2 separate regions of the Sus scrofa genome follow, and region 2 is linked to region 1. Evidence: chromatin contacts called from public Hi-C data. All regions are on one chromosome and are shown on one strand. The core of a region is the stretch at or near the end of the contact, and the rest is flanking DNA. Distances in the headings are between cores, read along the strand shown.

The links. Hi-C and Micro-C count contacts between places; a contact is called where the count stands out from the background.
Region 2: a contact with region 1 is called in a Hi-C map of skeletal muscle, with 8 times the contacts expected there. The contact joins the promoter of DPY19L4 here to the promoter of INTS8 in region 1. A contact is called at or near these places in 3 of 47 Hi-C or Micro-C datasets (heart right ventricle, liver and skeletal muscle).

The regions. Positions count from the first base shown.
Region 1 is chr4:41,875,526-41,882,426 of Sscrofa11.1, forward strand. INTS8 (integrator complex subunit 8) reads right to left here and starts at 3,332. Exons shown (of 28, transcript XM_003125559.5): 1 at 3,036-3,332; 2 at 655-829. The coding sequence starts at 3,165.
Region 2 is chr4:41,982,066-41,988,966 of Sscrofa11.1, forward strand. It overlaps DPY19L4 (probable C-mannosyltransferase DPY19L4), which reads right to left and starts at 3,754. Exons shown (of 19, transcript XR_002343212.1): 1 at 3,599-3,754.

The DNA of each region.
Region 1 (6,901 bases), core at 2,082-4,581:
AGCTTCAGCTGCCAGCTTATGCCACAGCAATGTAGGATCTGAGCCAAGTCTGTGACCTATACCACAGTTCACAGAAATGCCAGATCCTTAACCCACTAAGCGAGGCCAGGGAACAAACCCTCAACCTCAGGGTTCGTAGTTGGATTTGCTTCTGCTGTGCCATGACAGGAACTCCTATTCTTTAAAAAGTGATTTAGGGGAGTCCCCATTACGGCTCAGTGGTTAATGAATCCAACCAGGAACCATGAGGTTGTGGGTTCGATCCCTGACCTTGCTCAGTGGGTTGAGGATCCGGCGTTGCTGTGAGCTGTGGTGTAGGTTGCAGATGCAGCTCGGATCCCTTGTTGCTGTGGCTCTGGTGTAGACCAGCGGCTGCAGCTCTGATTGGATCCCTAACCTGGGACCCTCCATATGCCGCAGGAGTGGCCCTAGAAATAGCAAAAAGACCAAAAATAAATAAACAAATAAAAAGTGATTTAAATTCAACTAATAGTCAAATATTTTCCTATACCTTTTGAAAAACCCTTGCACATTCTACCAAGAATACACAGAAAAATAACTTTCATTTTAAGGGCCAATATTATAAAAGCATATACAGAACTAAACCAAGGAATCTAAATAGTACTCAAAATAAATTCATTTAAACCTGTTTACCTTTTCTCTAAGATGTCTAAGTCCCACTTCAAATGTGCAGCAACTTTGAGAGCTAGTAGCTTTAAAATACGATTTCTCTTGTTATCAGGTGGAGGTTGAACTTGGTTTTGTTCATTAACTGAAGGTTTGGAAGCCTGTTCCAAAAACTGGACTATAAGTTGAACTGGTGCAGGATCTAGGATTTAAAAGAAAACACTTCATAAATTTCAGTTCTAATTATGAAGTTGCAAAAGGATTCTTGGTATTGGTTTTTGGCCACAAAAGGAATCCAAACAGGCCAACTGACACATGACAAGATGCTCAACAAATTACTACTAGTAAAATGCAAATCAAAACTACAATGAGGTATCACCTCATACCAGTCACAATGGTCGTCACCAAAAAAGTCTACAAATAAAGAATGCTGGAGAGGGGGTGGAGAAAAGGGAAGCCTCCTACACTGTTGTGTGAATGTAAACTGGTGCAACCACTATGAAAAACAGTACAGCGGTGCCTTTAAAAACTAAAAATAGAGTTACCATATAAAACCTGGCAATCCCACTCCTGGGGATATATCTGGGAAAGAGGAAAACTCCAATTCCAGAAGATACAAGATATATCCCCCCAATGTTCACAGCAGCATTATGTACAATAGCCAAGACATGGAAGGAACCTAAATGTCTGTCAAAGTGGAATCTAAAAAAATGATACAAATGAATTTATTTACAAAACAGAAAGACTCACAGACATTGAGAATAAACTTATGGTTACCAAAGGGGAAAGGGGGGGATAAGTCAGGAATTCAGAATTAACAGACACACACTACTATATATAAAGTAGATAAACAAGGGGCTACTATGTAGCACAGGGAACTATTATATTCAATATCTTGCAATAACCTATAATGGAAAAGAATCTGAAAAAGAATATATATGTACAAATAAATCACTTTACTGTATACCTGAAACACTGTAAATCAACTACACTTCAATTTAAAAAAACACAAACATTGTGCAGCTACGACATCTAAGGATTATGGTTTATAAGAAGGGTGCCTGGGGATTCAAGTGAAACATCAGGAACGGTGTAAGGAGGAAAGGTAACAGATCCCTGCAGAATAAAGCACTTTTAAGGAAGACGACAATGGCTATAGATTTCCAGTTCAACAAATAACCAATGTCAATTAAAGGAAAGAGATGCCATTGTTAGAACTGTTAACTAATTAGTGAGACCTGCCTCAAGTTACCTCTACAAACCCATTTATCTCCATGCAAAATAGAGGATAACACCACCTACCTCACAGGATAACACCTGGCTCAGTGGCTAATGACCTGACTAGCATCCATGAGGACACGGTTCAATCCCTGGCCTTGCTCAGTGGGTTAAGGATCAGACGTTGCCCTGAGCTGTGGTGTAGATGGCAGACTTGGTTCAGATCCTGCATTGCTGTGGCATAGGCCAGCAGCTGGAACTCCGATTTGACCCTTAGCCTGGGAACCTCCATATGCTGCGGGTATGGCCCTAAAAAGACAAAAGACAGAAAAAAAGAAATAACATATGTGAAGCATTAAGACTAATGCCTGACATCCAGAAACACTCAACAAACGTTAGTCAAAAGCAACCAATTCAAAGAACACAATATAATATAGGCGGTAAAACTGCCCAAGTGAAGTACAGTAGTCTCCACCAGTTAAGACCAGGCTATTAGACTGAACAAGCCACATCTGAATTCAAATTTCATCAGCAAAATATCATCCAGGAGCTTACCTTCTCATGCTGGTACCTCTTTCCAGAAATGCCTGGCGTTTTCCACCTTCCCTAACAGCACTCATTAACTGGGATATTAATCATGATCATCATTATACAATAACCATCTTGTAAAGTAAAGCAGTTCCTGCTTTCAAAGATTTCTTCGTTTTTGATTCAGAGACCAAATTTGAAATACATATATACACATGTAATATAAATTATATATTAATTATATTTAACATAAATTATATATTAATAATAGTTAACTATATATCCTGGCATCAGGGTCTGACCCAAAATAGCTGATTTCTCTCCATCTCCCCAAATTGTCCCGGGTTCTGTCAAGAGCCAGCCTTCCTAACCCAAGTAACTTTCACTATACCATCTGGCAGGTGACTTAAAAAAAAAAAACCCAAACAGTAAAAGGGGATGCGGAAGGGCCTTTGGGTTGCCCTTTTCATTGGCCTCCCACTTCGATGCCCCCGCACTAGAATGTTTAATGCTTAGCTAAGCGGGCCGCGCCAAAGCTCCGCTCTGGTCCCCGCCTCCCGGGTCACAGGTTCGTGGCCGAGAAGGCGCGGGGTGGTGAGAGCCGCACGGACAGCGCCGGTGGCCGGGTCTCGCTCCCTTCGGGCTGCCGGCGCCGCGCTTACCCGGGCAGGGCTTGCGCAGATGTTTCTCCAGCAGCGACTCCTCCAGCAAGAACTCGAACCAGCACGTTTGCGGCGGGGTGCAGGGCCGGCTGGAGGTGGCCGCCTCCCGGTCCGCCGCCTCCGCGCTCATCCTGCCCCCGCCGCCGCTACCCCCAGGGACGCTTCCTGGCTCCAACCTGACACTCGGACGCGGGCCCGGGCCTGTGATCTGCGGAACCGCGGGGTGTGAGGAACACTCGGAACTTCCCAGAAACCCACACAATCCAAAATGGCGGCACAGCCCAGCCGTAGCTGGGACTCCGGGATCCGCCTTCCGGCGCCACAGCCGCGCCTCCAGGCCAATCCTTGTTCGAGTTGAAGAAAGAGGGCGGTACCTGTCCCCAGACCACGCCTCCTTCCGGTTGCTATGGGAGATGGTTTGAGAATAAGTTGGGTCGCAGGTTGGGTTTTCCCGGTACCCTGGGAGATTCTCAGCGAGAGAAACGAACAGCCTTATTAATAGGCCTCTCAGCGTCTGAGGAAAAGGCAGTGAGCACTGCAGGTTGAAACTGTGATCTATGCAAAGTTTGTTTTCGGTGCTTTCAATTTTCCCATTTCCATTGCTAAGATTTCCTCCCACTTAGGTCCTCTCAACAGATGTGCCCTATTGGTCTTGGCCAACAGCGTTCCCACCCCCTTTCTCGGACAGCTGACGGACCCCCGAGATCCAGCTTTTCTGCTGTTTCTCAGGACTAGCACTCAATATTTAACGCCTAATTTTCTTGATATCTCAGCTAGAGATATTGTTTTAACCCCATTTTTCATATACCCCCATTCTGTAATGCGCTTTTTATTAACAAAGGTTTTTTTTAAAAAGTGAATTCATAGACTATATACACGATCTATATTAGTGCAAATTATAGCCTCTCGGAACCTTAATTATAATAGTGCCTAATCTTAGGGTTGAGAAAAGAATTTAAGGAAGAACTTGATAATACAGGTAATCTTTTTAAACAAGGCCTCATGTCTAGAAACATGGGCAGATGTTAGCTAATATATAGTGCTTTTTTCATATACATGATTCTTGTTTTCTCCTGTAAACAACCTCATAATACGTCTTTTAACCAGTGAAGACACTAAGGTTCCAGGTTCGATCATTTGTCCAAAGTTTCCCAACAAACAAGGGACTAAGTTGAGCCTTTGATGGTCTTTCCACTGCACTTACTCAGGCCGATAACACTGGATAGAGAAGATAAGTTCAATGGCTTCCAGAATGAAAAAGTAAAGCTTTGAAGTTCTAGGAAAAATAAGTGGAAGTAGCTCCTCCATAAGTGGAAGTAGATCAGTGCTTCAATGGCAACCATTGTCTTATTCTCTTCCTGCACAATACTCTTTCTAGAGTTTGCCCTGCCTCTTTCATTCTGATGTTCCCCAGAGTCCTGTTCTCAGTCCTTTTCTCACTGTAAAAACCATCCTTGGGTCACTCTTCTGACTCATGAAACTCTGTCCTAGACTCTAAAGAACACAGTTTGGAAACCATGTATTAGACTAGTAAAATCATGAGGACCTAAATTAATAAAACATCAACAGGAAGATTACATAGTTACTTTCATGGAAAATTTGGCTTGTTTTATACACCCACTAGTTGGGCATAAAAAGCTTAAGGGAAAATGAATGGCTCTTATGTTTCTAACGCCAGTGACAGGGTGAATGGTCTATGTCTCCATCGTCTGTCAGTACAGGGAAGAGCTAGGGGGCAGGTTTGAAATTCAGGTTGGAAATGTTGACTGTGCACACCCTGTGAGGTGTTGAAATGGAAATGTCCAGTGGGCACTGAGCGTTATAACAGGCATGATTAGTGTACCTAAAAATAATAGTTAATATTTACTAGCAAATGCTCATTGTAAATTCACTATCTATGGGCACTGAGTTAAGCACTTTATGCATTGCCTTAATTAGTTCAGATTGCTATAATAAAGCACCATAGACTGGATGGCTTCTAAACAACAAATTTAGGAGTTTCCGTCATGGCGCAGTGGTTAACAAATCCGACCAGGAACCATGAGGTTGTAGGTTCGATCTCTGGCCTTGCCAGTGGGTTAAGGGTCCGGCATTGCCATGAGCTATGGTGTGGGTTGCAGACGTGACTTGGATCCCACGTTGCTGTGGTGTAGGCCGATGGCTGCAGCTCTGATTCAGCCCCTAGCCTGGGAACCTCCATATGCCATGGGAGCAGCTCAAGAAAAGGCAAAAAGACAAAAAAAAAAAAAGAACAACAAATTTATTTCTCATAGTTTTGAAAGCTAGAGGTCCAAGATCATGGTGACAACATGGTTGAGCTGTAATAAGAACATGCTTCTGGAGTACAGACTGTCAAGTATCCTCACTTGGCCAATAGCAGAAAGGGAACAAGTTCTCTCATAAGGGCACTAATCCCTTTTAGGAGGCCTCCACCCCTTATGACCTCATCTAATCCTAATTACTTCCCAAAGGCCCCACCTCCTAAGACCATCATGTTGGGTGATAGAGTTTCAACAGGGAATTTGGGGCAGGGGTGGGAGCAGGGGGACACAAACATTCAATCCATAACATATGCATTATCTCATTCAAATTCTAAGGAGTAGGTTTCTTTATTATCTTCATTCTCAGATGATAAAATAGGCACAGAAAGACCTTTAAAACTTTCCCAAAGTCACACTTCTATTAAGTGCCAGATGCTAAATATGGGCTTAAGCAGCATGGCTTCAGAACCTGAAATCTTACTCCATGCATTATATGCCTCTCTGAAAAGACAGCAAAAAAATTGGGCTGAGGTCAGAAAAATGCAACTAGTATCTACAGAAGATATCTGAATCCCAAATAAACTTTGAAAAAAAATATGCAAGCTCAGCTAATTGGTGCACACCGGCGGGGGGGGGGGGGGTCATGGTTATGAATGATCAATGAAATGCAAATTAAAACAACAATGGGGTGTTCCCGAGTGGCTTAGCAGTTAAGAAACCTGAATCCAACTAGTATCCATGATGACAAGTGTTTGAGGGTTCTAGCCCTGGCCTTACTCAGTGGGTTAAGGATCCAGGGTTGCCATGAGCTGGATCAGGTATTGCTGAGGCTGTGGCATAGGCCGGCAGCTATAGCTCTAATTCAACCTCTAGCCTGGGAACCTCTATGTGCTGCGAGTACAGCTCTAAAAAGACAAAACAGAAAAAAAAGAAAAAGAAAAAGTATGTGTCACCCATCAGATTGAAATATTAAGTGTTTTCCAAGAATTACAGGGCAATGGAAACCTATATGGAAAAATGGGGACCTTTTATATTCATACAAAGATAACATACTTCCAAAAGCAGCAATTCTACATGTAGATTTATATCTGGAGGATTCAAACATCTCAAAGAAATAAACTAGATCTACATTTAGGAAAAACAAATATCTCTTGTTTAATAAAGTCCAATCTTTAAGGAGTCAATCCTTAAATTCCTTTAAGGAATTTTGCCTACCTGTTAAAGAAGTATTTGCCTACACAAGATCATGAAGATAAATTTTCTGATGCTTTCCTTTAGAAAATGTATTTTTTACATTTCATAATTATGTGAGATCCACCTCTTTTTTTTTTTTTTTTTTTTTTGAAGGTTGCACCCATGGCCTATGGAAGTTCCTGGGCCAGAGACTGAATCCAAGTTGCAGCTGCAACTTACACCACAGTTGTGGCAATGCCAGGTCCTTTAACCCACCACAGTCTGGGGATCAAATCAACTCTTTCTCAGCAACCTGAGCCACTGCATTTGGATTCGTAACCCACTGTGCCACAGTGGGAACTCCCTGTGAGCTACTGGGAGTTTTTTTCTATTTTGACTGCCTCAAGGCATATGGAATTCCCAGGTCAGGGA
Region 2 (6,901 bases), core at 2,504-5,003, 110 kb after region 1:
TATTTAATAACCATTTTTCAAGGGGAAAAAAACACTCCCATATTAAATACCTGCACTGATTTTATTTATTTTTTTGGCCACGGCCTCAGCATGTGGTAGTTCCCAGACTAAGGACTGTACCCGAGCCACAATAGCAACCTGAGCCATGCAGTGAATAACTTCAGCTCCTTAACCCACTGAGCCACAGAGGAACTCCAAAATATGTGCATTGATTCTGAGACATGCCAATTTCAGTGGTATTGAACTGTGGGAGCAAAAACTACAACATGGGAAAGAGTATTCTTTTTAACCAACCTCTTCACTCTCGTCCCTAAATTTTTTGTTTGTCACCATAAAACAAAACTGACTGGATGTAAATTTTATTTCATGTCCTTTATATTGATCTTCATAATAGATAAAGCCCAGAATCTCTACAAGGAAAATCAACAAAAGACAAAGCAGTGGACAAACTAGATTATTAATTCTGATAGGAAAGCTCTGGGGTAGAATTTCACTATCTTATATTTTTAGCCCTATAAAGAAAAAGTCAAATTAGGAGTTCTGCTGTGGTGCAGTGGGTTAAGATTCCAACCGTAGTGGCTCTGGTGGCCACAGAGGTACAGGTTTGATCCTTGGCCTGGCACAGTGGGTTAAAGGATCTGCAGCTTTAGTGTAGGTAACAGAGGCAGCTCAGATTCAATCCCTGGCCCAGGAACTTCCATATGCTGTCATTATGGCCATAAAAATTTAAAAAAGAAGAAAGTCAAACTAGTAAATCAACTGTACTTCAATAAAAAAAAGAATCTGTCCACATAGGGAATTCTACCCAATATTTTGTAATAATCTACATGGGAAAAGAATCTGAAAAAGAATGGATGTGTATATATGTATAACTGAATTATTTCATCATGCAGCAGAAATTAACACACTGTAAATCTACTATATTTCAATAAAACTTGAGAAAAAGAATCTGTCCATATCGAAACAAAGAAAGAAACTAGAGAAAAAGTCAAACTAAATAAAAATGATAACACAGCCACAAAAATAACCTGCTATTTCAGTCTCTGGCCAGTGATCTTCACATGAGATTGTTAACAGGGCTACAAATAAGCTTGAAAACGTCCACCTAGACTATAATAGCAATTTCCAAGTGAAGTGTTAATTCTGCTCCATTCAAGGCTGTCATTTCTTCCTTTGCTCTATTATTTCTTCTAAGAAACATAAATATAAATACCATAACCCTCTACAGCATCAAGAGAAGAGATTCCCAGAGTAAGTTATTTATTTATTTATTTATTTATTTATTTATTTATTTATTTATTTTGTCTTTTTAGGGCCACACCCGAGGCATATAGAGGTTCCCAGTCTAGTGCTCGAATCAGAACTATTGCTGCCAGGCTACACCACAGCCACAGCAATGCCAGAACCCGACTAGCATCCATGAGGACACGGATTTGATCCCTGGCCTCACCCAGTGGGTTAAGGATCTGGCGTTGCTGTGGCTGTGGTGTAGGCCAGCAGCTATAGCTCCAATTTGACCCCTAGCCTGGGAACCTCCATATGCCACGGGTGCAGCCAAAAAAAAAGACAAAAGACAAAAACCAAAAAAAAAAGACTTTTTGTACTGTAATTTTTTTTCATGCTTTAACTTAGGCATGGAAGTCCTCATGGAAACATACAAGCCAGCTTATCAGCCTACCCCAGGGATTTGCAATTAGAAAAGAAAAAAAAAATCTAAATTGTATATTATAGGAGTTCCCTAGTGGCTTAGTGGGTTAAAGATCTGTTGTTGTCAGTGCTGTAGCTCAGGTTCAGTCCCTGGTCTGGGAACTTCCACATGCCTCAGGTGCAGCCAAAAAAAAAAAAATTCTTCTTAAGTAAAAAAATGTATTACACGAGTTCCCATTGTGGCTCAGCGGGTTAAGAATCTGACTAGTATCCATGAGGTTGTGGGTTTGATCCCTGGCCTCACTCAGTGGGTTAAAAGATCCAGGGTGGCATCAAGCTGCGGTGTAGGTCACAGGTGCCTGGCATTGCTGTGGATGTAGCACAGGATGGTACCTGCAGCTCCAATTTGACCCCTAGCCTGGGAACTTCCATATGACAAGGGTGCGACCCTCAAAAGATAAATAAAAAATAAAAAGTATTACATATATTGCAATTGAAGACAAAACCAAGGCAACAAATGGAATTATATTCCTCCTTACCAACTACAAAGAGTTTTGGTTTTGAACCTGTTTTTAGGTAGAGTGTCTTAAATTTAGATCTGTTTTAACACTGAACACTCAAGGAAGAGGAAGCTAATATGAAACAAGAGTGGGTAAAGAGAAGGGGGGAGGTAGTGGGACAGACTGGGAGTTTGGGGTTAGCAGATGGAAATTATTACATTTAGAATGGATAAGCAACAAGGTCCTACTGTACAGCGCAGGGAAGTATATCCAATCTCCTGGGATAGACCGTGATGGAAAATAACATAAAGAATGTATATGTATGTATGACTGAGTCACTTTGCTGTACAGCAGTAACAGGCACAACATTGTCAATCAACTACACTTTAGGAAAAAAATAAAAAAAACTGTGCACGGGGCAAAGCAGCAAGTCGCAGAGCAGCAAACACTTCTTAAAATTGATTTTTTTTAAATCTCTTTCCACTGAATTCCCCAAACTCCCTCCTTGTACTCTTGGATCAGTAAGGCTTAAATCTAAGCAGATCACATTCACAACCCTCAACAAGGTAAAAAGTCACATATCCAAAAGAATGACAAATCCAACTGCTCATTAGGGTGATATCTGTATATATACATATGCCTGAAAGTAGTATGGATATCATGAAGATAGGCTACAAATGTTTCCTATAGTATCTACCACTAGCTCAATTCCTCAACTCATTTTTCTCTCAATTTCTATGAGAGAAATCATAATTTCTATCAATAAATCAATTTCTAAGAATAAATACTCTGAGTGAATTAACTGTCTTTGCCTTGGCCCTGAAGGGGCATGAAAAGCTTTCTCCAGCCCACTCACTTTCACCCTCAAAGCACTCCTGGATTCCAGATCCCCCCAAAACTACCTATATCCCTTCTCCCTTTGCCATCTCCCCCGATCATAAGTGAACTTGACCTTCAGTTTCTGTCTCTTCTTCCCCTTCCAATTCGTTTATCCCAAACCTCTTTTTGTCCCCTTAGCCTGCGGGGGAGACTTTGTAGAACCCAAAGACCTCAAGAGCGTACTCAGACTGAGGGGCATTTGGTTAAACAACACTCCCTCTCGAATATGCACTCAATAAAGCTACATCTAAACCAAAGCATGCCCCCCACCCCATTAATCATCTGCTCACAGTCCTCCCGCCCAACCACTCCCCCCACGGCCTTTTCTCTTCCTACCGGATTCTCAACTTTAAGCTCCACTTCTGCTTCCCACTTGGGTGGATGCAACTTCAGGCCATTTATTTACTCCACTCCTGAATTTCTCCACTCACCTCCCCCGTCGCCACCTCGCTTCCCACCCGACAGCTACGACCATCAACAGCCAGCAACCCAGGCCTCCTAGCCCTCGCGCACCGACTCCCCTTCCCCGAGATCTCCGCGACACTTGTCGCGCCCGGCCTCGGAGCGCTCACCTTCGTCCTCCGCCATCGTCTCAGCGGAGGCCGGGGAGTACCCCCTGCTCCAGCGCGGCCCGGAGTCTCCCACCCTCTGCACTACAGAACCTCTTGGCCGCTCCAGGGCCGCTCCTGGCCGCCGCGCCCCCACTTCCTGACCCGCCCCCCTCCGGTGTCACCGCCAATCCTGTCCCCCACGAGGGCCCTGGAACCAAAGTGCCGGGAGTGGAGAGCGGCCGGAGCGTTTCGCTGGAGCGCCAGGGCCTGCGCGGGCAGGAAGGCGGCTCCTCGCCGGTGGCACCGCCCACTGCTGGCACTCAGGGCACGCCCCCTCCCCCGCCCTCCTCCCGCCCGGGGTGAGTCCCAGGGTCCTGATGCAGCCATTCCCTTTGCTGTCCTCAACCAAAGATGCGACCCCGACTGGGTTTTCGGGGGCTTTTGCAGTTGGACCCAGAAGGGCAAAGAATATCTAGATCCAGCCCCCAGACTCGCCCCATTTTACAGAGAGGAAACTGAGATCCGGCAAGTGTAAGTCATAAAGCCAGTCGGAGTCAGAACTGGAACTGAGGGCTTCTGCATCCTAAGGGTGTTTTCAGAGAGCGGGAAAACACTCTAGGTTGGCACATTGGCCACTTGACCGTTGCAAGAAAGAAGCTTGTGCTTGGAACTTAGTGTATTTAACCACCAAAACTGGTTAAACAAATTCATTTGCATTTTATGATATTACTTTAAAAACAGTAGTGCTATGGCCAGTGCGGAGGACGGGCTGCGTTTAGATATTCCACAGCAATGGAACACAGTTTTAACTTGTTACACTGTTTGTCTTCATTTTTATTATTTCTAGCATTCTCCATATATGGCAGGACCTTCCGCCACCAACAGTACTAAAAAGTAAATTTAGGAACTTACAAAATGCCTGTTTTTAGAAGGAGAGGAAAAAAGCACAGGAACTCACCTATGTCATGGGGTTATTGTGGATGTCCCATTCTCAGCAGGCAGCAAGAATCTTCTTCCTAATAACACCTTGATCAAGTTAAGATATTTTGGGAGAAGCTCTCAATTTTCACTGCTGTGCAAAAACAGTTCCAGGAACCCTTTTTATGCTTTTAGTTGCCTGTAAATATTTCTTGCCTGCCAAACATAGAGGAGTTAGAAATATGGTGGAGGGTACCAGTTGCCCAGAAAAGGCCTGCTGATATCGATGATCAGATGATAAGCAGGCAGAATTCCCCCTCATGAGGGAACAATACAGTGGCCGCTAAGGGACACTCTACCAAGTCAAGGGTCTCTCTCTGCCTCTTTTTTTTTTTTTTTTTTTTGTCTTTAGGGCTGTACCCTGACAGCATATGGAGGTTCCCAGGCTAGGGGTCAAATTGGAGCTGTATCTGCTGACCTACACCAAAGCTCACGGCAACACCGTATCCTTAACCCACTGAGTGAGGCCAGAGATGGAACCTGCCTCCTTATGGATACTAGTCAGATTCCTTTCCGCTGCGCCACGACAGGTACTCCAAGTCAAGGGTCTTAAGAAATGATGATTCCTTCTGTAATTCCTTCATGATCACCTGAAGAACTTAAATGTAAATGTGCCTGCTCTATACAGTAGTGAATAGAGAGAAAAAATAGCAAAGGAGTTCCCTGGTGGCCAAGTGGTTAAGAATCTAGCACTGTCACTGCTGTTGCTCAGATTACTGCTGTGATGTGGGGTCCATCTCTGACCTGGGAACTTCTGAATGCCCATGGGTGTGACCAAAAAAAAAAAAAAAATCAAATGGAAATATGATAGAAGAGAGATAATTATTCAGTCTTTTGATAGAAATCAGTGGTATCATGTTGTGTTCCCTAGTAGAAACATTATTCCCTTGAACCCTAAAACCTCCACATGAGGATAATGAGAATGCATACTTTATCCCTGAATCCACGTAATTTTGTTAGGAAAACAAACTTTTTTCATTCAAAATATTAACTACAGGGTGTTCTCTTGTGGTGCAGTAGATTAAGGATCCAGAGTTTTTACTGCAGAGGCCTGGGTTCACTTCTGTGATGTAGGCTGAATCCGTGGCCCAGGAACTTACACGTGCCTCAAGTGTGCCTGAAAAAAACATAAAGGTTTAAAATAAGGTAATGGAAATAAAAATGTTCAAAGTGAATGGATTCAAAACGTGCTGAAGTAAAATTTACAGAGCCTAATGACAAACTGGGTGTAATACATGGTGAGTTGAAAATGATTCCTGGAGTTCCTATCGTGGCTCAGCAGAAACAAACCTGGCTAATGTCCATGAGGACGCAGGTGTGATCCCTGGCCTTGCTCAGTGGGTTAAGGATCCAGAGTTGCCGTGATCTGTGGTGTGGATTGCAGGCATGGCTCGGATCCCACATTGCTGTGGCTGTGGTGTGGGCCAGCAGCTACAGCTTCGATTCAGCCCCTAGCCTGGGAACCTCCACGTGCCGCAGATGCGGCCCTAAAAGGACAAAAGACCAAAAAAAAAAAAAAAAAAAAAAGAAAGAAAGAAAGAAAGAAAAAGAAAAAAAAAAAAGGAATTCTGTAGCTCCAAAGGAGAATGTGGAAGTAAATGAGTGAGTTTGCCCAGAGAATAGATAGAGAAGGTGGCTGAGGATGAAACCATGGAGAGAGTGTCAAGTAAGGAAAAATGAATCATGCACAGAAAGCCTGAGGACCACTCAGAAGGAGCTGACAATTCCACATTGATTTTTTTTTTTTAATGTTTCTGGTGTTTACTATCATATGGGTTTCAGTTATAAAACGCTGGCTCAAATTCCAGGGTGTAATCAGCAGCTTTGTTACTCATTTATCAACATTCACTTTTAGAACAGCAACAATATGTAGCTACTGAATAATTCAGCTGAATTAACTGCATGCTGGCAATAAAGTAAAAAGGCAGACCAAAGGAACACAAGGAAGCCCCACTCTGTAACTTTGTAACAAAGGACTATATTTGTGCAAGGCTAGGAAAGGAGCCAGAGCAGAAGCAACTGAGAGCACTAATCCCATTAACAGGGCCTCCAGATCCTGCTTTATCTTCTACATCCATCTTTATCTTCTACATGGTTGCTTTCTGTGCAACCATGACAGGTCTATAAAATAGTAACAGTTGTACCTATTGTAATAGGTTGTTTTGAAGATTCATTTAACCAATAAAATGCTTTTTAATGTTGAGCATATATATTCTATGTATTCTTGGGTGGTGGTATTGTTGTAACTTATGGTTCACTCTTCCAAGGTAATAATTACCAGCTTCAGTTTTGGCCTGAAATGCTCCACCACCTTCTGCAGAAAGGAATTGAGGGGAAGTACATTGA